Regions from separate parts of the Mus musculus genome. Here region 2 is linked to region 1. The links are chromatin contacts, called in public HiChIP or PLAC-seq maps. All regions are on one chromosome and are shown on one strand. The core of a region is the stretch at or near the end of the contact, and the rest is flanking DNA. Distances in the headings are between cores, read along the strand shown. Region 1 holds the start of Flt3 (FMS-like tyrosine kinase 3). Region 2 overlaps Pan3 (PAN3 poly(A) specific ribonuclease subunit).

Region 1 (6,578 bases), core at 528-3,027:
CAAATAAAGCCACATGTACGTGAGGCCTGGAGTCTGAGCCCCAGCACTGAAGGAGAGGGGTGGGGTATAACAGTGATTTGCTCTTTGTAAATCTCACCAACTGGCAAAAGTGATATAGAGTGAGTTTGAGGAGTGGGGGTAACTTGGAAGCTGAGTCACTCTATGTCTTGACGTACAGTGGTTATGTAGGTACACTGATATATAACAACTGGGGAGTGGACACAGAAGATTTTGCACATGTGTTGCGCTTTGAATCTGGAGAGGGACTAAGACATTTCCTACGAAGGAGTTCAGTGCGGTTTGAGCATGGCTGCAAGTCCTACTCTGATTCTGAGTTACTTCCCTAGAACCCTTTAGCCCTTTAGAAAAATCATCTCTGCTATGGGAAAGTCACTAATCTAATCTCATACACAGCCAAAGCTAACCATTTTGCATTAATAGAGCCTGAAAAGAAAAGCACGCCACGCCATGCGTTTGAGATGTCCCTGTGCATCAACTCGCTTAAGAAAGGTACAGCGTTCTCCCCATCCTTTTCCTTTATAGCCTACATTTTTTAATTTTATCATCTTTTTTTTTAAAGTAATTGGAAACCGTTTCTGCTCATTTAATGTTGCAAAATGTTTTCTCTATTTGTCACGGAAGGTTCAAGCCAGAATCCTAAATGTTGGAAATGAAGGGGAAATAGGCCACTGGGCAGACTGAGGCCAAGCCAGGAGTGCCTCAGAAGGCTGCAAAACTAGGGCAGGGCCTGATCTCCCCCCACCCCCACCCCCGACTTCTAGAACTGTCTCCAACTCCAACTCAATCCAACCCCCTTGTCTTCCCAAACAGAAAGCTGACGCGAGACCGATTAGAACTGGGCAGAATGGGGACTTTCCCCCCTATAGTTAGTTACTATTTTCAATCACAGCTATGCTTCTACCCGAACAGGCAACTTGGGAGAGTAGTCCTAGGAGTCCTTGAAAGTGTCACTAGGGTTTAATCCTAAAATAAGAAAAGTATGGAGAGGGGAAGGGTAGCTAGTTTTTAAATTTATAAATCTGTTTTGCATAGTATTTCCAAAGTAACTAGCCACTGAGTGAAGCGAAAATTGGTACAGGTGGGGGTCGTTAGCAGGGATGACCGCTCTAGCAGAGGATGCTCGCAGTTTTCCCATTAGTTTGCTCTGTCAGCCTACATCTCAAAGAGGTGAGAACGCACCGGCTCGAGAATCTATAGTACCCAGAGGTCGGGTCAGGGAGTCTCGGGCCACCTGCGCTGCTGAAGAAGACTCTCAGAGGCTGACGGAGCATCCAAGCCCAAGCCCAGGCGCGGTGGCCTGGGGACTGAGCTGCAGAGGAGCGCTGCGGAGGAGGGTGAGGGCAGGGGTGGGCAAACCAAAGCCAAGTTCACCGCTTGAAAGGGGGGACGTGAAAGAGGGGAGTGATGCGGCGGCGAGGGGAGCGCGCGGTGGGTATGAGGGAGTGATGCGCGCTCGGCCGGGGTGCAGAGGGGGTGAGGGGCCTTACCAAGCAGCAGCAGCCGCCGGTCGCTGCGCTGCGCCAACGCCCGCATGGCCTCCGGAGCGCGCGGTAGCCAGGCCGCCGGCCCAGCCTGTGATGCGGTCCCAGCGGCGCGCCCCGGGCTGCAGGTGGCTCGCTGAAGGATGCGCGTCACTGACCACAGATTCCCTCGGACTGGTGCAGAGCAGAGGGGGAGGAACCTCTCTCCAGAGGCCGCGGCCGCTCGCTGCTAGGCGGGCTGAACTGGCGCAGTGCTGCAGCCGATCCCACGTGCCCGCCGTGGTCCCCAGCCTGCGCTCCTGGCACCGGGACTGCGGCAGGGGAGACTGGGTGCGGTTCGGCTGGGGAAGTTGCCTGGACTCCGTGGTTGAGTCCCCGGACCTCTGCTTTAAACTCCTAAGGGTGAGAAGAGTGGTGACACACAGACCTCCTTCTTCATGCGCGGGGATCTTTGATGTCCCGTGATGGGCACTGAATCGGTGCCATACACTGGTAACCCCGTGAGTTTTATTCCACATCTGGTAGATCTGCATTGTGGACTGATTTTCTTTGTCTCCCTGTCCTTTCTTATAGGATGTCCAAGATTCCCATCCACCTCCGACCCAGAAAAGCAGACGCGGTTTCAAGGTCAATAAATTAGAGAGGTTAAACAGACACCCAAACAAATTAGACCGTGCACCTCAAAGGATGTTTGGAGTTGTCACCTCCTAGTTCTGGCTTTTAGTCTCATAGTGTCTCTAGGTAACAATTATTTCCCGTGCATCAAGCTGAATATTGAAAGCACAGGATAGCAGCCCTGGCTTCCCCATGAAGGAACCCTCCTGAGCCATTTGTCCTCTGTGTCCTAGTTCTCTCCCCATAATGACGTCAGTAATATCGCTCCATCACAGCAGTCCTCCGCTCCTCATTCTTTTCATCGTTTTTCTCTTCAGGCATGACCCCTGAGAGCATACAAGCACACTAACAACACTGTTTCTCCTCCACTCAGTCCACAGCACTATCAGCCTTCCCGCTAGGGGAAACTTCAAAGTGACGTCCTCCGGGCAGCCACTGTGGAAAATGACATGGGCTTGGTGCTTTAGGCATTTTAAGGTCAGGTGCCCGACGCATGGATTCCACTTCTGGAATTGCAACAGGAGCATGAAGAAACATTCCAACATTCCTGCACACCACAGTGAGACTGTCCACTGATCAGCGGCCAGACGGAGAAATATACATATGTAAAGCAGCACATTTCATCTTTAATAGGGAGGGCAATTCCCACACAGCTACCTCTCCAGCCTATTCATGGATCTTTTTTTTTTTTTAATCATCTGATAGCTTTGTGGGGCTAGAGATGTAGCTCACCGGTAGATTGCTAGCTTAGCTCTTGCAAGGCCCGGGGTTATATCATCAGCAAGAAAAAAAGTAAAAGAAAAAGAAGAAGAAAAAGAAAAAGGGAAAGAAAAAGAAACACAGACCCAAAACCTTCCAGGTGTGGAGAGTTCACTCTCCGAGACATGTGGTGCTCAGGCTGCTGAGATGTGTATCTGTGGTTATCGGTTATTCATCTGGAACCAGAAGACAAAGCTTAGGTCCAGCCCATCCCAGGACAGTTCTCAGAGGCCAGCCTTCACTTGGGAGATCACTTCTTCAAACCAGGTTTTTGTTTGCTTAGTTTGCTTTTAGGCTTTCCCCTTTAATAAAATGGAAAGAGAAGACACCAACGCTAAGATCTTCCAGTCCTGGTACATTTGCAATTACAATAATTGACTTAAAAAAATTTCTAGAGCTGGGTTTGTTGCTATACACCCATAATGCCATGAGGCGGAGGCAGGTAGAGCATTAGTCAGCCTGGGCTACATAGCAAGACCCTATCTTAAAAAAAAGGGCCGGGCGTGGTGGCGCACACCTTTAATCCCAGCACTGGGGAGGCAGAGGCAGGCGGATTTCTGAGTTCAAGGCCAGCCTGGTCTACAAAGTGAGCTCCAGGACAGCGAAAGCTATGCAGAGAAACCCTGTCTCGAAAAACCAAAAAAAAAAAAAAAAAAAAAAAAAGGAAAGTGGAAGTAGGGAGATGGCTGAGTCAGTAAAGAGCTTGCCATACAACCATGAGGACCCCAGAACCCAGAGCACTCTTACTACTGAGCTACACCCCCAGCTCCGATAGAATCTCTTATAAGCATCACTATGAATAAAGAAGTCAGTGGCCAATGAGCTGGAGCAGGAAATAGGAGGTGGGACATCTGGGAGAAAAAGAGAGAATTCTGGGAAAGAGTTAGCCACAGGAGATTTGCCCGGAAAGCAGCCACATAGCTGAACTAATATAGAATAAGAGAGATAATTGGGTTATGAGCTAGTTGGAGAACAAGCCAAAGCTTATGGCCTAAGTATGTATTAATAATTACCCTCAGAGTCGTTATTACAGGGAACAAAGTGGTGTGGGAGAAAAAGCCCGAAGTTACAAACTCCCATTTGTTATTGAATCGGGATCTACCCTCGGAGGCCAGAAGGGGGCACTGGATCTCTTGGAACTGGAGTTATAGGCAGTTGGAACTTAACCTGAGCCAAGAAGCAGTAAGTGTTCTTTAAAAAGGAGCCATGTCGCTGGGCAGTGGTGGCACATGCCTTTAATCCCAGCACCTGGGAGTCAGAGGCAGGTGGATTTCTGAGTTCAAGGACAGCCTGGTCTACAGAGTGAGTTCCAGGACAGCCAGAGCTACACAGAGAAACCCTGTCTCGAAAAACAAACAAAAAACAAAAAAAAAGAGGGGGGGGGGGTGGCATGTCTCCATTCAGTCCCTGGAACCAATGTGAAAAAAACCAGGCATGGTGTTGAATACTTGTTTTGTTGTTGTTGTTGTTTATTTAAGATTTTATTTATTTTATGCATATGAGTACAATATTGCTGTCTTCAGACACACCAGGAGAGGGCATCGGATCCCCACTACAGATGGTTGTGAGCCATCATGTGGTTGCTGGGATTTGAACTCATGACCTCTGGAAGAGTAGTAGGTGCTCTTAACTGCTGAGCCATCTCTCCAGCCAGAATACTTGTAATCCCAGAGCTGAGAAGGCTGAAATTAAGATTCCCCACAGGGCCCTCATGGAATGCCAGCCTGGCCTCCTGGGTGAGGCCCCTGCCAGTGAGAGATCCTGACTCAAAAAAACAAGATGAGAGATAGGGAAGTAGCACAGTGGGTTAAGAGTGGTTGGTGCATAAGCCTGGGGACCTGAGTTCAAGTCCTCAGCACCCACATGTAAAGTCAGGCAAGGCGATAGTGTGCAAGAGTGTTTATACCCTCAATGCTGTATAGGGACAGGAGGTATAGAGACAGTAGGGTTGCTGGGGCTTGATGGTCACCATCCTAGCCCTGGGCTCAGTGAGAGGCACGGGAGTATATATCCATATACACCTATGTATGCACTCTATATGTGTACCACACATACACACACACACACACACACATACACACACACACCAAATAAATGCTTTTTAAAAAGAAAGTAAAATAAAAAAATAAAGGTAATCCACAGAATGGAAGAAAAAAAAAGAATACTGGGCTGGGGATATAATTCAATTGGTAAAGCTGGGCTTATTAAGCCCAGAACCACACAAACAGGGGGTGGTGGTATATGCTTGTACCAGGGTGGTGGTATACGCTTGTACCAGGGTGGTGGTATACGCTTGTACCAGGGTGGTGGTATACGCTTGTACCAGGGTGGTGGTATACGCTTGTACCAGGGTGGTGGTATACGCTTGTACCAGGGTGGTGGTATACGCTTGTACCAGGGTGGTGGTATACGCTTGTACCAGGGTGGTGGTATACGCTTGTACCAGGGTGGTGGTATATATACGCTTGTACCAGGGTGGTGGTATACGCTTGTACCAGGGTGGTGGTATACGCTTGTACCAGGGTGGTGGTATATATACGCTTGTACCAGGGTGGTGGTATACGCTTGTACCAGGGTGGTGGTATACGCTTGTACCAGGGTGGTGGTATACGCTTGTACCAGGGTGGTGGTATACGCTTGTACCAGGGTGGTGGTATACGCTTGTACCAGGGTGGTGGTATACGCTTGTACCAGGGTGGTGGTATACGCTTGTACCAGGGTGGTGGTATACGCTTGTACCAGGGTGGTGGTATATGCTTGTACCAGGGTGGTGGTATATGCTTGTACCAGCACCTAGGAGGCAGAAGCAAGGGGATCAGAAATTCCAGGTCACTCTCAGCTACACAGCAAGCTGAAAGCTAGGTTGGGTTACATTTGATCATATTTTAATAGACAGACAGACAGATAGACAGAGTGCCAGCTAGTTTTGTGTGTCAACTTGACCACAAACTAGAATCATCAGAGAGGAAGAAGCCTCTATTGAAGAAAATGTTTCCATAAGATCTGGCTGTAGGGCATTTTCTTAATTAGTGATCAATGTGGAAAGGCTCAGCCCCTTGTGGGTGGTGCCATCCCTGGGCTGGTAGTCTTGGGTTCTATAAGAGAGCAGGCTGAGCAAGCCATGGGGAGCAAGCCAGTAAGCAGCATCCCTCCATGGCCTTTGCATCAGCTCCTGCCTCCAGGTTCCTGCCCTGCTTGAGTTCCTGCACTCACTGCTTCTGATGATGAATGGTGGGAGACTGAACCCTTTCCTGCCTAGGTTGCTTTGGTCACAGTGTTTCATCACAGCAATAGTAATCCTGACTGAGACAGACAGATGACAGACAGAGAAGCGTGGTTCCCAGAGCCACATCTAGGGGATCTGATCCACTTCTGGCCTCCACTGGCACCAGGCACCATCACACATGTATGTACATAAACACACATACACACACACACAGAAAGAGAGGGAGACAGATAGACACATATACATAAATATAAATATTTTTTTAAAACCAAACAAAATCCCCCATAACAACAACAACAGCAAAAGGTGGATGGCACCTGAGGAGCGACACTCGACGCTGACCTCTGGCCTCAACACAGCAGCTCATGCACCTACACGCCTAAACGTACCTGCACTCGTGGGAACACACACACACACAGCTCCTTGCAAAGAAACACATCTTGGGATTTTTCACACTGTGATTGTACACGGGCAGT
Region 2 (6,378 bases), core at 98-2,597, 74 kb after region 1:
ACCATATGTATATATAGGTGTTAGTGTGTGTGTGTGTCATGCATGCATGGGTACATACACCTATGTGTGTGCTTTTGGAGCCAGAAGTTGACATTGGTGTCATTCTTCATATCTGTTTGCTTTATTTTAGTTTTTATAAGAATTATTTTACGTGTACAGTTGTTTGCATGTATGGATGTGTGCTTGGTGACCATGTTTCATCTTGTAAGAATCTGATGCCTACTTGAATGACAGGATTGAGTGATGTAAAGCTCTATAAAATGTTTGTGGTATTAGAGATTAGAATTTGCCTGAAAGTACTGATGTATTAAAGGCATTCATGCTGCCTCAGAAGTTTTAAAATAGTTATGAACCATAAGTTTTTCGCATTACTGTGATAGTAGCTTATCTGGTAAAATGATGAAATGCATGAAGACTGTTGGGTTTGTGCTGGGTCCGGCATGGCTGCATAAGGGGAGGTGTGACACAGTTCCTGCCCCTGGAGCATTACCAGGCTGTTGATCGTCACGGTCCCCACACGTGCTGATGGATGCTGTTGCCCTCAAGCTGATCTGCTGTCTTTACTACTTTACTTTCAGTCTCTCTCTGGGGAATATACTTCCCCCGTTGCCATAATCAATGAAACAGATGTGGTTCTCAGGAGTGAGGAATGGAGGTGGTCATGAGGCTGAGGAGGATGAGGAGCATGCCTTCTGCTTGGCCTTTAGGGCCATGGGAAAGGATCTAGACAACATAACCACAGAGGCCATAAAAGCCTACGTGGTCCTTTGTTGAAATAGTTCATTGCCAGACTTGGCCTTGAATTTAAAATCGTGAGGAGATACAGGTACCCTCTGGTCCAATGACTGCTGCATTAATTAGCCAGGGTGAACTTGGGGACATCAAGGACAGAATTAAAGTGGTCTCAAGAAGAAAAGGCACGGATAGAAAAAAATAGTAATCTATAAAATATGAGTGAACGATAGACAGTTTTATAGGAGAAAGACTTATGATGTATAATTTAGAACAAATGGTACTAGAAGGAGAGTACATGAGGGCATTGGAATTGCTAGGATAGGAAGCAAAGATTAGAGAAATAAAAAGATGATAGATAAGCATATAAAAAGTTAGTACTTTGTTCTTCTGGCTACTTGAAGAGTTGGAGTTGATAGTGCCTGGAGAGACAAAGAGCTCACTGTGTTACTTAACCTAAAGTTTAAAACTTTGTAAGGAATCATTTTAACTTTAGTAGTATATCATCTTTCGATTTTCCATGAAAATAGTTACTAAAAGACTGCTGTCTGCTGTACCAAGAAACCGCAAGAGCTGTGCCTAGCTAGCCGTGAAGAACAGGCTATGTAAAACCTATGAGGAAATGTGCTTTTGCTTTGTGTTTAGTTTCTGCTCTAAGGGAGTGAGGCTTGGGACTATTGATCTGAGACTCAATAGAATTTATGTAAATGTAAGAATTTTAAATATTATGAACAATGAGCAAAGCCTTGATGATATAATTTAAAAAATAAAAGACTGGGTTTAGGCTCTCTGGTCAGAAAGGAAAAGAAGGAAAATGATGAGAATCCTCAGGGAACAGAGAGCACCTGAACTGACAGCTTGCATCTGCTACTGACCCTGAGTCATTACTGAATCAGCACCACTCCCATCCCTGCCTCTCTCAGGACCCTTCTCACGCTGAGGCTGGACCTTGGCAGGTTTGTGAGAGGATCCATTTGATTTCCTTGTCTACTTGTCAGTATCTCCTTTGATGTAACTTCACCCTCTTGAGACCTACTTCATAAGTAGGTGCACGTTAGTGTTATGGATCACAGATCCTTCTGTGAGTGCTTTCTCTAACTGGTGCTTCTTTTAGGAACTCAGAGAAGTTTTGGAAGCTCCTTAGATATGCTTAGTTCTTTAGTTACTCACTAGGTTAGAGTGCTACTTCAGGTAGGTTTTAGTCTTTAGGGCCCAGGGATAGGAATATTATAGATTTTGATGGAATAGACTGGAATTAGTAAGTGTAAGAGTTTGCTTATATTAGGTTATATATTATTAGGTTAGAGTTCCTTGGGACTTTGGAGAGTTAGAGAACTGCAGTGACTGCAGTCCCTTGAAGTGAATGCAGTGCTCTCTGCCTCCATCCCCTTAGCACTGTCTCCATCTCCCCATTCCCTTTCCCTGATTCTACCCAGCCTGCTGTTTCCTGGTAAGTAATGGCCAGTGAACCTGGGAGATTCTTATTCAGACCCTTTGGTGCTGTGGTTTGTGTTCTCTCCTGGTACAGGATGCCTTGGAATCTGGCTTTACTGCTGTTTGCAGATCTTTGCTTTGGCTTTTCAAGAACTTCTTCCTGTAGAAAGATTTCTTCCTTCTAACTTATAAATATGCCATGTTTATCTTCTATTATCTTGGTAACCAGCAAGAAAGAATACTACATAAGGAAAGGGCTCATATGTCTGGGCAACTGTGCAGCAGATTTGGGAGCCTAGTTCCTACTTGTGTGAGCTCCTTTCATGCCTTTCGTTCATCCCTTAGCTGAAGTTTGCACTTTCACCAGTCACTTGAAAATAATTTTGATAAGGCTATCTACTAGTTAGAAGTTAATGGCATTTGTATTAGTTAGCTTTTTGTTGCTGTGATAAATACCACACCCAAAAGTAATTTAGTAAAGAAAGGGTTCATTTTGGCTTTTGGTTCTAGAGGTTTAGAGCACATGAGTGGTGAGGAGGGCATGTTAGTTAGCAAGTACATAACATTTTCATCTGCATACATGGGAAGCAGAGAACAGGAAATGTTGTAAAATTTCAAAGCATGCCCTTAGTGACATAGTTCCTTTATCAAAGGCTCCAGTTTCTAAAGGTTCTTTCACTGCCACCCCTAAACAGTACCACCAGCTTGCTAGCTAGAGCTAAGTGTCGAAGTACATGAGCCTGTAGTGCATCAGCTTGCAACCTGTAGGTTTCAACCTCTTTGGGGGTCTTTCACAGGACCCTTTTACAGGGGCAGCCTTAGACCGTGTGCATATCAGATATTTTACATTACAGTTCTTAACAGTAGCAAAGTTACAGTTAGAAAATAGCAACAAAGTAAATTTTTGGTGGAAGGCCACCACAACACGAGGAACTGTATCATTGGGAAGGTGGAGAACCACTGCTCTAGGGGAACATTTCTTATTCATTTGGCTACACTCTGCTCCGTATTCTCCATAGGCATGGCCATATCATGATGCAGATGGATTTAGTCTAATTTTAGATGCCCTTGGAGTGTTTGACAATTTCAACGCTGTTCAAAAGCCCAAAGTCTCTTCTGACACAATGATCTCTTAACTATCATTAAAAAAAAAAAAGAAAAGAAAGCAAATTATATATTTCCAACATACAATGGCATAGAATATACTATAATAAATGGGAGCACAGCCAGGAAAAACTGGACCAACACAAGGCTGAAACCCAGAAGGGTAAATAGAAAATTCTGTAGCTCCATGACTGGTTCTAGGTGTTTAGTTGCAAAGGGCTTATTACTTAGATGACTGCACTTCTGGCTTCGTTATCTGCAACATGCATCTCTCTTTCGGGCTTGTTTTACTTTCTGTCTACAGCTAGAGAGATGAGTTAGTGTCAGAAGTGGAAGAAGTAACGGTTAGGGGCCAGGTCAAAAAGAAGACACCAGGCAGTGGTGGTGCACGCCTTTAATCCCAGCACTTGGGAAGCAGAGGCAGGCGGATTTCTGAGTTCAAGGCCAGTCTGATCTACAGAGTGAGTTCCAGGACAGCCAGGGTTACACAGAGAAACCCTGTCCTCCCCCCCCCCCCCCCAAAAAAAAAGCTAGGTTTTCCGGAGTCTGGAGAGATGGCTCATCGGTTAAGAGCACTGACTACTCTTCCAGAGGTCCTGAGTTCAATTCTCAGCAACCACATGGTGGCTCACAACCATTCGTAATAAGATCTGATGCCCTCTTCTGATGTGTCTGAAGACAGCTACAGTGTACTCACATAAATAAAATAAACAAATAAATCTTTAAAAAAAAAAGAAAAGGAAAAAAAAGAAAAGAAAAGATAAGATAAGGGTTTTCAAATACAAAACGAGTGAAGGGCATATTAAGGGAAGTAGAATGTTTCTGGTGTAATTTCAGGAGAAGGCTAGTAAAGTGGTGTGGTTACTGAGTGTGGCACTGGTCACTGCTGATTACTCTTATTTAGGGTGACAACAACAAAGAGCAATGAGTAGGGCAGGGAGAAATAACCGTGCTTACTGTAATTGCAGCCATGCATATAGCACGTGACTTGGTTGCACCTTTAAGGTTTTCCTGTACAGAGGCACATAGTGTATGTAGTGTTTTCTCCCTGCCCCACTTGATTCTCTTGCCTTCTCAGAGAGCCCTTTTGCAGATGGCCCACCTTTAGTACTTGGCCTGCTCTAGTCACATTTGATTTCCAAATCCTTCCTTCAGTTGTCTGTAGTCAGTCTTCCTTAGTATATGATTTATAGAAACTGTTCATCTGCATGGCCCAGAACATGGAACTGAGGATCAGCGCATTCTCCCTCAGGCGCATCGCTGCTCTCTGCGCGGTTGCACAGTCAGAAATGGTTGCGTGCACACCTAGCTTGGTTATAAATACCTGTCGGTGCTCTTCGTTGTGGCTTCCTCTAGACTCTGCTGTCTTTGTCATGTCCTTCTTCCACTGATGAGAACTCTGTGTCCTTCCCTCTGTGTCCTTCCTTCTCAGTTATCTTCATTTTTACTGTTACCGATGGTTTCTTACCTTGTTTCCTGCTCTTCTTAAGTACCTTCCTGTTTATCTGACCTTGCTCCTCTCATCTTTGCCTATCTGTTTATTATAGGAAGAGAAGTTGAGGTCTTCTGTCCATGTTGTAGCTTACTACCAAAGCCTGTTGGAAGACCATGCCCCTCAGGCTTCCCTGCCTTCGGGCCTCCTTTTTAGACATCCATACTATATGGCCTACCCTTATGTCTAACTTGGTTTAATTTGCTTGTCCTTTCGTATTCAAATTATGCTATTGTCTGAGTTGTAGCATTAGACACCCGCTTTCCCCTTAGAACTTTATTGTAGTCAATTATTTATATCACAGGCAAATTGTAGGTAGTGTAGTGTAGGTACTTGTGTTAAGAGTCCCGGATGTTCTGGGCTCTTGGAAACAGACTTCCATTTGGAATGTGTTCTCTGTGGAGTTCTGCCTGTGAGCTTTGAAGCACAGTATCTGTGTCTGTGCCTGCAGCGCCAGCCACAGTGCCCAGAATGGCTCTTGTACTGTTGAATGACCCGCTTTATATATTTTGTTAACCTTTTCCTTGGTATAGTTTTATGACAAAATGTCATTGTGAAAAGAATTGAAAGTCGTAATGTATTTTGTGGATTAAATCTAGCTGAATTCTTGGTTAGGAAAAAGTGCTTCTAAATAAGTCTGCTTTTTTGTGGAATGGGACAGATAGGGTTACCTGTTAGTCATTGTGAATAGAATGTACATATAGTTTCTGTAGAAGAAGTTGTACCTGCATGGGACATTCCTCTCTTAAATACTTGGGGTACTGGCTTTCTGGATGGCATACTTCCGAGACTCCCTCTGACAGTGAGCTACGTGGCATGCTTTGTGACTGTTAGAAGGATTGGGAGCACATTGATGTGAGTGACCACAGAGGCTTCGAAGTAGAATGGTGGTCCTAGATGCGAAGTTCTTTCTTGTATGCACAGTGAGCTGCTGGTCTCATTTAAAGTGTTCCGATTGTATTTGGATTGCTAGTGCAATACCACTGTTTAGCAAAGACATGCAAATAAAATAGAGTGGTATGAGTGGCTTTGTGATTTATAATCTTAAACTACTGTTTACAACTTTCTAAAGTATGTATGCTTTTGAAAATATTCGGATGTGAGAGAAGTACAAAAGAGAAATTAAAAAATGTGTTCAGCCGTCTCACAACCTAGAGTCAGCATTTTTGCTATTTTAGTGACGAGCCCTTATACTTGTCATATACCTGCCTGTATATATACTCGATCCCCTTTGTAAGCAGGAGCAAGCCACTTTAAAACATAGCAGTTTATCATTGCCTATGGTTTTTAAACTTTAATCTTGTTTTACTTCTGCTATCCATGCTGGTTAGAAATGCATCAGCCCACTTAACTTTTGCTGCTACACACTGTTGTCTGTGCCATAATCCTTAGTGCCAGATGCCCCATCTGAGGCATTTGGTAGAGCTGACCCTGCCCCTCTGCAGCTGTGGCACTTGGATGAGCGTGCACAACCAAGTACAACACTGTAGGGTTGACTCTGGTTGAGGGGGTGCAGGTGAGCCAGCCCGTAGGGTAAGAGTTGAGGAGAGCTGGCTGTGTGTGTGTGTGTGTGTGTGTGTGTGTGTATGCCTCCCCCCCCCCCCCAACCCCAACCA

The links. HiChIP or PLAC-seq counts read pairs in DNA pulled down with a chosen protein or histone mark.
Region 2: an H3K4me3 HiChIP or PLAC-seq map of the 230-238 cell line shows a contact between it and region 1, with 24 read pairs. The contact joins the enhancer-like site here to the promoter of Flt3 in region 1. A contact is called at or near these places in 1 of 39 promoter capture datasets (trophoblast stem cells), 1 of 15 datasets of contacts at CTCF or cohesin (the NIH/3T3 cell line), 2 of 484 Hi-C or Micro-C datasets (erythroblasts and nephron progenitors), 2 of 115 datasets of contacts at active chromatin or transcription factors (the 230-238 cell line and embryonic stem cells) and 2 of 9 other capture datasets (embryonic stem cells and macrophages).

Annotation. Positions count from the first base shown.
Region 1 is chr5:147,398,712-147,405,289 of GRCm38.p6, forward strand. Flt3 (FMS-like tyrosine kinase 3) reads right to left here and starts at 1,778. Exons shown (of 24, transcript NM_010229.2): 1 at 1,509-1,778. The coding sequence starts at 1,554. It overlaps Gm26597 (predicted gene, 26597), which reads left to right and starts at 843. Exons shown (of 2, transcript NR_165432.1): 1 at 843-1,188; 2 at 2,076-3,208.
Region 2 is chr5:147,472,759-147,479,136 of GRCm38.p6, forward strand. All of the region lies in intron 4 of Pan3 (PAN3 poly(A) specific ribonuclease subunit), which reads left to right. Among named protein-coding and RNA genes, the nearest start is that of Pan3, 46 kb to the left of the region's middle. Within about 2 kb of position 1,348, at least 27 of the 459 cell types and tissues checked have an H3K27ac peak or open chromatin away from gene starts, as enhancers often do. A contact at or near this core is called in the 230-238 cell line, where this site is marked.